Linked DNA regions of Mus musculus: region 1 is linked to region 2. A link is a contact called in public HiChIP or PLAC-seq data. All regions are on one chromosome and are shown on one strand. The core of a region is the stretch at or near the end of the contact, and the rest is flanking DNA. Distances in the headings are between cores, read along the strand shown.

Region 1 (4,572 bases), core at 754-3,253, 150 kb after region 2:
TTGACCCTAAATAAAATTATCCAGAAGCCATGATCACTTAAAGGCCCAAGTTGACTTGTTGAGCACAAGAGTTTTCTGAGTTGTGACTCTTTTACGGAAATGTTCTATGTTTAAGAAAATGACCTATGCTAGCCATCGGTCACCTGAAAAGCAGGCAGGTAGTGTGTCACACAGTGAAGGGTTGAAAACAGATCTCACTCACTGAAAATACTGATGCTGTACTCTTAAGATGAACAGTCAAATGGACTCTTATTTGGTTCACTGTGGTTCCAAGTCACTCAGCATCCATCATGTATCATGAACTAGCTCAACAGACGTTTTCATTCCACCACCAAAGACAAGGAACTGACCCTTGACGCTCAAGTGTGAATAATGGACAGATATTACTGATTTTCACTAAAACTTGAAGTAGAAACGATTTTAAGCTGCTGCAAAGTTTTCTGGATCTTACCAAACTCACACACAGTTGGCTGTCTTTACAAGTTCTTTTTTTCTCTTTATTGCTCTCCCTAAGGCGTCTTTCTCAGCTCAAAACACTTTAGTTGACTCTTTGCCCAATATCTACCATGTTTCAAGTCTGCCAAAAATGTTTAACCTGGGGCATTAATGCAACTGATAGCTCAGTCGCACACAGAGCTGAAGAGCCAAGAAGGATTTGCCAGGTGTAAATTTTCTGTGTGGAGGTATTTAGAGCAAATCTGGAAAATGGTGGCTCTGGATTGTTTGTGGAAATTTTCATAGTGACCTATCGTGACCCATCTCATTCTTTATATCATCTCAGAGCAAAAGTGCAAACCTGACACATGTTCCAAAGATTGGAGCAGAATTTTCCAAAAGTCAGTTCAAATCCCTGATGATTAACAGTTGGCTTTAAAATCTTTTCTTTTTAGATTTTGTGTGTGTGTATGTGTGTGTGTGAGAGAGAGAGAGGTTGTTTGCGTGTGTGCAAGTGGGTGGACATGTAGACGTGTGTGTTTACATGTGAAAGTGTGTGGTGTGTGTTCACTCACATGCTTGAGAGTGTGTCAGAGTGTGTATTGGGTCAAAGATGAGTAGTGAGTCTCTTTGGAAGGTAACACCCAGCCTCTAATATTTTTGAGACAGGGTCTCTCATTGAATCTGAAGCCAGCCAACCATCTTCAGGGATCCTCTAGCCTCCTGTACCCAACCCCCCACCCCCAGTGCTGAGATTACAGAAGCACCTACCTGGCTCTTTACATACATATCTACAGTAGAAGCTCCAATGCTTGTGGCAGGTACTTTATAGACTGAGACACCTTGGCAGCCCTGTCCTGAAACTTAAACTCTCAAGTTGGATATTCCGAGGATGAACACTAAGGATACCTCAGCTTAGGGGAGGTCAAAAATGAAAAGTCTTGTGTCCAGTTTCCTGGCCTTTCCGGTTGAGTAGATCTATTTGCTGCTCTGGATGGATTGAGGAATTCTGCATTTCAGTTACTGGAAAACAATGTTCCTCACCCTCAGTTCTATAGGAATTCATGTTGCTTGCTCTCCTCCCTCTCCCTCTCCCTCTCCCTCTCCCTCTCCCTCTCTCCCTCTCTCCCTCTCTCCCTCCCTCCCTCTCTCCCTCCCTCCCTCCCTCCCTCCCTCCCTCCCTCCCTCCCTCCGTCCCTCCGTCTCTCCGTCTCTCCGTCTCTACGTCTCTCTGTCTCTCTGTGTGTGTGGCTGTGTATCTGTCTGTGTGGCTGTGTGTCTATGTGTGATATCATATCTGTATCTGTATGTGGTTTTGAAGCTGCAATTTGTCAGTTTCGTTGTTGACACAGGACAGTTGTAGGGTTTGATGTGGGCTTGTCTAAGAAAAAGAAAAAGGAAAAAAAAAAAAAAAACCTTCTTCCAGGGCATGCCTTTATCAGAAGTCACCCCTCAGTTATTTACAAGTGCCATGGTTACAGACCTGCTAGACTGATGATATTCACATGCAGGAAACAATGCAAGGAAAACAGGATTTGCTCGGCTCCGACTTCGCTGGCCCAAGAATTCCAGGAAGTGATTGTACTCCGCGAAACCGTCTGTGCTGAGCTAGATTGTCTATAGCTTTTAAGGTCAAGTCCTATCACACTGCATTTGCGATGGCCTTTGTAACAAGGCAGCCTGTTTATGAAGGCGAGTACACGCTGTGTTGTTTACCCAGCCCATGTGGCGTAAATGTGAGGTATATTCTAAACCGTGGCTCAGGATGGTCCAGGGAATCCATCACCCCGCGTTTCTGACACAAGCTTGGGATGGGTTCAAAAAGCATCTGGAAGGGTGACCACACAGCCTTGTGGAACATGGGGACAGTCACGAAGCACCGGGCCCCTGACAGGACAGGCGGGTCTGTGGAGAAGATAAATGTGGGGAGCACTCTGAGTTTATATTATTAGATGTCGTGCTTCCTGGAGTGGCTGAGCCACCTCCTCGGAGGGAGAGAAATGCTGGTACAGTAAGCGACTCCGCGCCGCCGACTCTGACTCCATGCACGGAAAGGGGGGTAGGGGCAACAATGGGATTTATTTCTTCATAAGAGACCTGGGAGGCAGCCAGGCATTCCAGGGCCTTGCTCTGGAATTCTTTGATTTCTCTACAGTGCACAATGACTAGACCTGTGGTGCCCCAGAGCTCAAGGATGCTGGAGTCCCACGGGGGACAGCGGGACTGTTCACGTGCCCAGCCAGTCCAGTGGCCCACTCTGCTCTAAAACAGACCAAGTCGTTGTAGCTTCTAGGTTAGACCTAATTGACCAGACCCTGTGTGTACCCTCTCTTTGAATGAGATCCATCCTCGGAGTGATGTTGAACATGAGGATGCTGCTGTGGCAAGGATACTAGTAGAGCATCTTGCTTTCTTTCCTGCTACCCAGTACATCCACTGCTACCCAGGCAAACAAGGACCACCCTTTTGGAGATTTTCAAGCAATGTCCCCCAAGGCCTCAAATCTTAAAGGGCAAGCATGACAGCATATGTGTCCTTAAATGTAATGGACCAAGTGAAACCCAGTAAGTGACTCTAGCTGGTAATCACCAATATCAATTTAATGTTAGATTATCGTTAGGATGTTTTCTCCAGGGCAGTGGAATAGATGACAGTCGGGAAAGATTTCCTGTTCAGTTTTCTCTCATGATAAACCTGAAACATACTGTCAAAATTTTAGATTCCATTGTAGGACGGTATTTAGTGACTGGATTTTTATCAGGTTTCTAAATCTATGCCTTGAGGTTCAGCATTTCATTCACAGAGATGCTGTGGACCAAAACTATCCTCAAACCCCATATGAAAGCTCTCTTTGTAGTAGGTTTGTAGAGGAACATGGTCGGGTGTGGTGATTAGCCCTATGACCTCCTAAAATTACCAGCAAAAGCCCAGAAAACTCAGTTAAAAAAAAACAATAAAATGGGTGAGTCATGGGGCAAGAAGTTCAGAGCTCATCGGACCAAGTGTCTTGAGACCTCTGCCTCTGCTCTTGCCCTTGGCATTGACACCTAGGAAGTTTCTGTTCAATCATTTATGTTTTCAGACGTTTATGTGGTCTTTCCCTGCATCCTCTTTTAATAGGACACATTTGTTTTAGCTTACTGGCGTACAGTGGTGGAGAGAAAAGAGGTAACGTTAGTTAATATAGCAGGATGCTGCTTCTGTAGTAGAGATCAACCCATCTGTTCATGTGGCCAACATCCTAAAATGCGTGCTTCCGTTTTACGTTGTTCTGTTTTATGTGTGTATCCGCTGATCGTTTCGTATGTGTTTATAATGAAAATTAACCATTTTCGACTGTGATTCTCATCTCCCATCCTGTCCAGATGAGACTTTCCCCTAAGTCTTTACTTTTCATCTGCAAAGAGAGTAGTTTTGAAGACTCTCTAAGGACCTCTCCATCCGGATGGGAACTGTGAGATCTGCCTTAGAAAAAAAGTCCTTTGAGAGGAAGAATAGAGACTTCCAAGGGAAACTGGGAAAGCATAAAAATACAAGTCCTGGCATAGGACAAGTTTAAAAAAATCTCTGAAGGACTTTGACTTTTTAAATAAGTGTTTTCCACATTCATGAAATTCTTGGAAAAATTCTAGGATGCTAATATTATAAATAAGGAATTGGGTCTGTAAGGCTTACATGACTTTCTAAAGACGCTTGACAGCTACAGGTTCAAGTCTAAAGTCAAGTCATGCTGCGCAGCCCTGGAAGAAGGATCGACGAGCGAGAGGGAAAGGAGTTCAGAGGAAGCAGGCGGAGAGAGAGCAGAGTCACTCTCTGTTGTCCTTGGTGCATGCGTGCATCAGTCCTTGGTGAGTATATCAGTCAGTCCGTCTTCCCCATGGTTAGGGTGGTAAAAATTCGAAGACATCTGTGTAAGAACATTTTACAATTTTTTAGTGTGCAACCTCAGTATTTACCATCAAGCCATGCATAAGAGGGAAAAGATTTCTACTGCAATCATTTACTTGAGGGGTATCTTTGTTAATTAGGAGAATTAAATACATTAGAAAGTATGAAAACCGTGTTCTATGCCCTAGAGATCTCAAATACACCATCAGATCATGTAAATAAAATGTCAGCATAAACTTCCTCGATGTT
Region 2 (4,860 bases), core at 364-2,863:
GATGCTTCTGTCTTTTCACTACTTAGCTCTTATGAAGTAAACAAGCTCCGTCTGCTACCTGCCCCAAGGCACTGTGTGGCTATCAGCTAAAGTACAGGATCATGAAACTATGAACTGAAACCTTTGAACTCATGAGTCAAAATAAACCTTTCTCCCTTTTAACTTGGCTGACTCCAGTTAGTGTGTCACAGTCACAGAACACTGGCTGAAGCAAAGACATTAAGTTATATATGATTTCGTGACTTAACATATGAGGAAAATATTTGAAGCTGATGAACAGGTCATTACCTCTTAACTACCCCAGCAAGCACAGCCAGTTTCTAATTGAAAACTAGCTTTGTGGAAGCCTAGTCCTTCACTCCCGAACAACACGGGACAGTCATGGAGAGATCAAAACCAAACTTCCAAGTCAAGTGTGATAACAATGTATACCCAATAATCCCACCATTTTGGATGCAGAGGCAGGAGGATTATGGTTTTAAAGCTAGTCTCAGCCACTCATTAGGAGCCTGCCTCAAAAAAAACAAACAAACAAAAAAAAAAAACAAAAAACAACAACAACAAAAAAAAAACAAAAAAAAACCCACAACCTTTTTTTATATATCCTAGCTTTTTTTAAAAAGAAAAATTTCTATTTATTGAAAATAGATTTTTCTTATATAATATATACTGATTACACTTTCCCCTCCTTCTATTCCTCCCAGTTCCTCCCCACCTCCTCTCCTATCTGGATCCAGCCCTCCACCGCTTTTCCAGTCATTAGAAAACAAGCAGGTTTCTAACGGATAATTTAAAGGATAATAATAAAATAAGAAAAGATGGAACAAAAGTAACATATTAGAATAGGACAGAACAAAGAGATGAAAAAGAGACCCAGAAACAGTATAAGAAACAGATAGAGACACAGAGACAGACTTGTTCACACATCCAGGAAGACAACATATGCTAAGCATATCAAAATGGAAGATGGAAGGATATATATATATATATATATATATATATATATATATATATAAATATATATTTATATATATATATACACATATATGTACACACACACACACACACACACACACACACACACACACACACACATATATCCATCCAAGAGACCTGTGAATTGTCTGGTTTGAGTTTCCATTCTTCCTTATTTAGTTTTTCTGATAAGTTGTTCATGAAGGGGTATTGGTTAGAACAAGTATTCCTGGAAATGACCTGGGAGCCATAACGCTGACAGCATCAAAACCTCTCAGTGTGGACCATGGTTGTCATTACTCCAGGCTCTGAGCAGATCTTAATTTAGAGGCTTTACCATGAGCAGAAGAAAGAGGAGCCTAGCTGGATCCCCTCCTCATCCCTGTACCCTCCCACTGTGCATTCCTGAATTCTTCCTCTGATTGATGCTTGGCAGCCTCTGTTCTGCAGAGAATGGTTTGTGAAAACAAACACTGGTAGGACTGCTGGCCATTGTTAGGGAGACAATAGAAGGACCTTGATAAGCATCTCCAGCCAAGCACATTGGCAGCACCATTTTCCAGACCTGCATTCTACCTGTGGCTCCACAGAGCTAACTGAAACTCCTGGCCAAGAGAGGATATTGTTTTCTCCTTGGAGAGGCTGAAAGCCCTGTGAGCACTGCTATGGGGGCTGGCCTAGAGCTAGCTGACTCTCACAGTACTGCCTAGCAGCTGTCAACCACAGAATGTTCAAAGAGCTGTTGAGCTTTCTGAGTGTTCCTGATTGACTGAGGAGCTAATGAACAGGTGCAATGTAGCTTATTTTCACAATTGGGATGGCTTTAGATAAGTATGCACAAAACTCTTTTATGTGTATGAATGCATTTCCCGCTTGTATGTATGTGTGTACTACATGCATGTCTGGTGCCTATGGAGATCAGAAAGTGGTATCAGACCCCTTAAAGCTGTAGTTAAGGATGCTTGTAAGCTACTCCATGAGTGCTGGGAATTGAACCTGGGCCTTCTACAAGAGAAAAATATGCACTTAACCTTTAAACCATCTCTTCAGAAACCAGGGTTTCTTTTATAAAAGATAGATTGGAAATGACATTTGCCTTTGTGTAAAAATCGCTACTCTGATGTGGCAGCCATATTTTATCCACTAGAGGGTTTCAACCAAAAGCTAACATCTATTTTCAAAACCATTTTAGAAGCATATGTTTGTGTGAGTTGAAAACCAACTACCCTGGATGGCTTTGAAAGTGTAGGAGCCAATTATTCTACAGGCCCTTTAAATTAGAGCATGCCTTCATACTTAGCAGACAATGTAGCTGAAGATTTTTGCAATCTGCACACCAGTGGGTAGGAATTCCTCTAGGCTGAAACAGAGCCATCTGATCAACTGCAGGTACATGTGTACTGTGTCAAAAGCATTTTCAACATCAAAAAGCTGAGACCATCATCCTACATGGATAAGTTGTTGAAGAGCCAAGTCACGGGTAGACAGAAACTTTATTTTCTAAATGCTGAGGATTCAAGTTGATTTGGGATTTCAGAAGTATGAGAGACATGTCCGGATGATGAGTTTAGAAAGGTTTCATAAAAGAGGGAAGTTTAGGACTAGGAAGATGGCTCAGTGGGTACTAATCATGAGAGTACATTCAGGTCCTTTGCCCCCAGATAAAAACCAGATATGGTGGTGTGTGCTTATAAACCCAATTCTAGGGGTTCAAATAGAGGGCTTGGTAGTTGGGGGTTAAGAGGTGAGGGGGTGGGGGATTTTCTGAGGCTGACTGTCCAGCTGGTATAGCCAAATTTTTGAGTTCCAGGTTCAAGGAGACAACTTGCATTTTAAAAAAATTTGTAAATAAGCATTTGAGGGAGGACACTCTGGTTTCTATGTAGGCTTATGTTCACTAGTACCCAAGAGTAGAAAAACGAAGTGAGATTCAAGATTCTTCCAAGAATTCCATCCCGTGTATTGCTGTTGCTTCAGTTTACTCTGTATTCTTAGCAGACCTGAAGACAATCGACAGGAGTAGTTACTTTTGCTACCTGCCTCCTGACCCCAACCCTGGATAATCTCCTCATGAAACAGAAATGATACAATCCACATGTCAATGTTCAGAACAGTTAGAGTCATGAAGGTAAAACATGTACGGCAGAGGGCCTTAATTATGGGCAACACACCTCTATCAGAACCTTGATCACCGTTCTTTCTTGATTTCAGTTTATTCAGTTTAAGAGTTAAGGGTTTTCAACATGACAGTTACCAAAAGAAGAAGGAGCTGCAGGGGACAAATTAATGTCTCAAAAACTCCAGGTCAGAATATCAAAGGGACCATGATTTCAACATGTGACAAGTATTAGGGAGAACTAATGTGAGCTTTCCAACACAATAGAGTAATAAGCAAAAATCTCAGGGATATGACTGAGTCCCATAACATGTGGTGACACAAGACTACCCATCTTCTGTCTGCCATATGTGTCGTGTTCTCTATTAGCATAAAATTCCAGTGACCCTTAAATAATCCAGACCCAGTGACATCACAATTCTGTTAAAATCAAACAAATGAGTACAGTTCAGTTTGTTCAATCAAGCTTCTCTTGGCCAAGATGGAATAAGTCTCTGCCTTGAAAACACAGTACAGTGTGAAGAAGCAGATTTTTGCTATAAACTGGTTTTATGTTGGACTATAGTTTTTATTGAACCTGTTAATCATTTATTGATTTTTTTCAAGAGTAATTGGTTATTTTTATGCATTTGTTCATGTGCTTGTGTGTATTCATGTTTGTCTGTGACGGAGTGTGTGTGCCATATGAGTGCATATGCTTATGTATGTGTCGGGGGGTGGGGGGTACATGTGAGCCTGAATGTACATTCATATGTGTACGCGTGCACTTTGTCAGAGGATAACCTTGGGTGTCCTCCTCAGGATCACTTTTCATGTGTTTTCTTAGGTACTTACTGGTTGTAACTCGTCAATTAGGCCAGGTGAGCCAGCCAGCCACCCTCAGGGAGACACCTGTCTGTTTCTTAACACTAGGCTTACAGGGATGGCCCGCCACACCTGGATGTACACAGATACTGGAGAATGAACGCAGGGTCCCATGCTTGCAAGACAAGCATTTTATAAGCTCATTTTATAAGCTCAGCTCCTATGTTTTAATGAGTTTCATTTTCTGATTCTTTTTATAATTTTTGATGAGGCAGAAGGAAGTAAAAGAAATGCTTAAGAAGCACACACAACTTCATCCATTTGGGGGAAAATCAGACTTTACAGATATCTGGAGAGCATAAACTTTATGTTCTCTTTGTATCTGTGAAGTGAGTCTTGGCTCTGATACTCAAATAAAACACTTGCCATGTTCCTAGGGAGAGAAGGCTTCTATAAACACCTCACTTACCATCACAAGCTGGAGATAGAAAAGACATAATAGAACCAGAAGGGGCTTGGAAGGGCTCAGGAGAAAGTCAGAGCTGAGATGAATTGAAGGCGACAGACTTTGGGACTCAGCCATTCTTCCACAAGGCCAGGAAGTAGCAACCCTGTCACCAGACAAAGGAACCAAGAGCACTGATGGACGATGAAAGCCCTCGCTGAATGGAGCAGAGGTGGTCTTGGGGCACTGTGAGCTTCCTAGCCAGAGTGGGCAGGTAAGGGTGTACTCTGAGGCTTAGGCTAGAACAGGTGGATGCTCTCTGAAAATCCATGCCATCTTTCCAAGGAGCCCTAGGTTTACAGCACTATGTGAAACAATGTGTTTGTTTTTCTCAACTATAATAAAAATATACTTCCCTCTAAGGGGCATTGGACGTTGCTTTGTGTTTAAATCTTCAATTTTCTTCTGCTCCAGCAATTATGGCAGGTTATTTCCTAGCATAATTCTGAAAGATCCATCC

The links. HiChIP or PLAC-seq counts read pairs in DNA pulled down with a chosen protein or histone mark.
Region 1: a contact with region 2 is called in an H3K27ac HiChIP or PLAC-seq map of extraembryonic endoderm stem cells, with 2.8 times the contacts expected there. The contact joins two enhancer-like sites. A contact is called at or near these places in 4 of 484 Hi-C or Micro-C datasets (3T3-L1-derived adipocytes, bone marrow-derived macrophages, cortical neurons and 1 more) and 2 of 115 datasets of contacts at active chromatin or transcription factors (extraembryonic endoderm stem cells and fibro-adipogenic progenitors).

Annotation. Positions count from the first base shown.
Region 1 is chr13:42,563,403-42,567,974 of GRCm38.p6, forward strand. It overlaps the pseudogene Gm47125. Among named protein-coding and RNA genes, the nearest start is that of Phactr1, 120 kb to the right of the region's middle. Within about 2 kb of position 2,004, at least 16 of the 459 cell types and tissues checked have an H3K27ac peak or open chromatin away from gene starts, as enhancers often do. A contact at or near this core is called in extraembryonic endoderm stem cells, where this site is marked.
Region 2 is chr13:42,411,363-42,416,222 of GRCm38.p6, forward strand. No RefSeq gene overlaps it. Among named protein-coding and RNA genes, the nearest start is that of Gm32833, 10 kb to the left of the region's middle. Within about 2 kb of position 1,614, at least 7 of the 459 cell types and tissues checked have an H3K27ac peak or open chromatin away from gene starts, as enhancers often do. A contact at or near this core is called in extraembryonic endoderm stem cells, where this site is marked.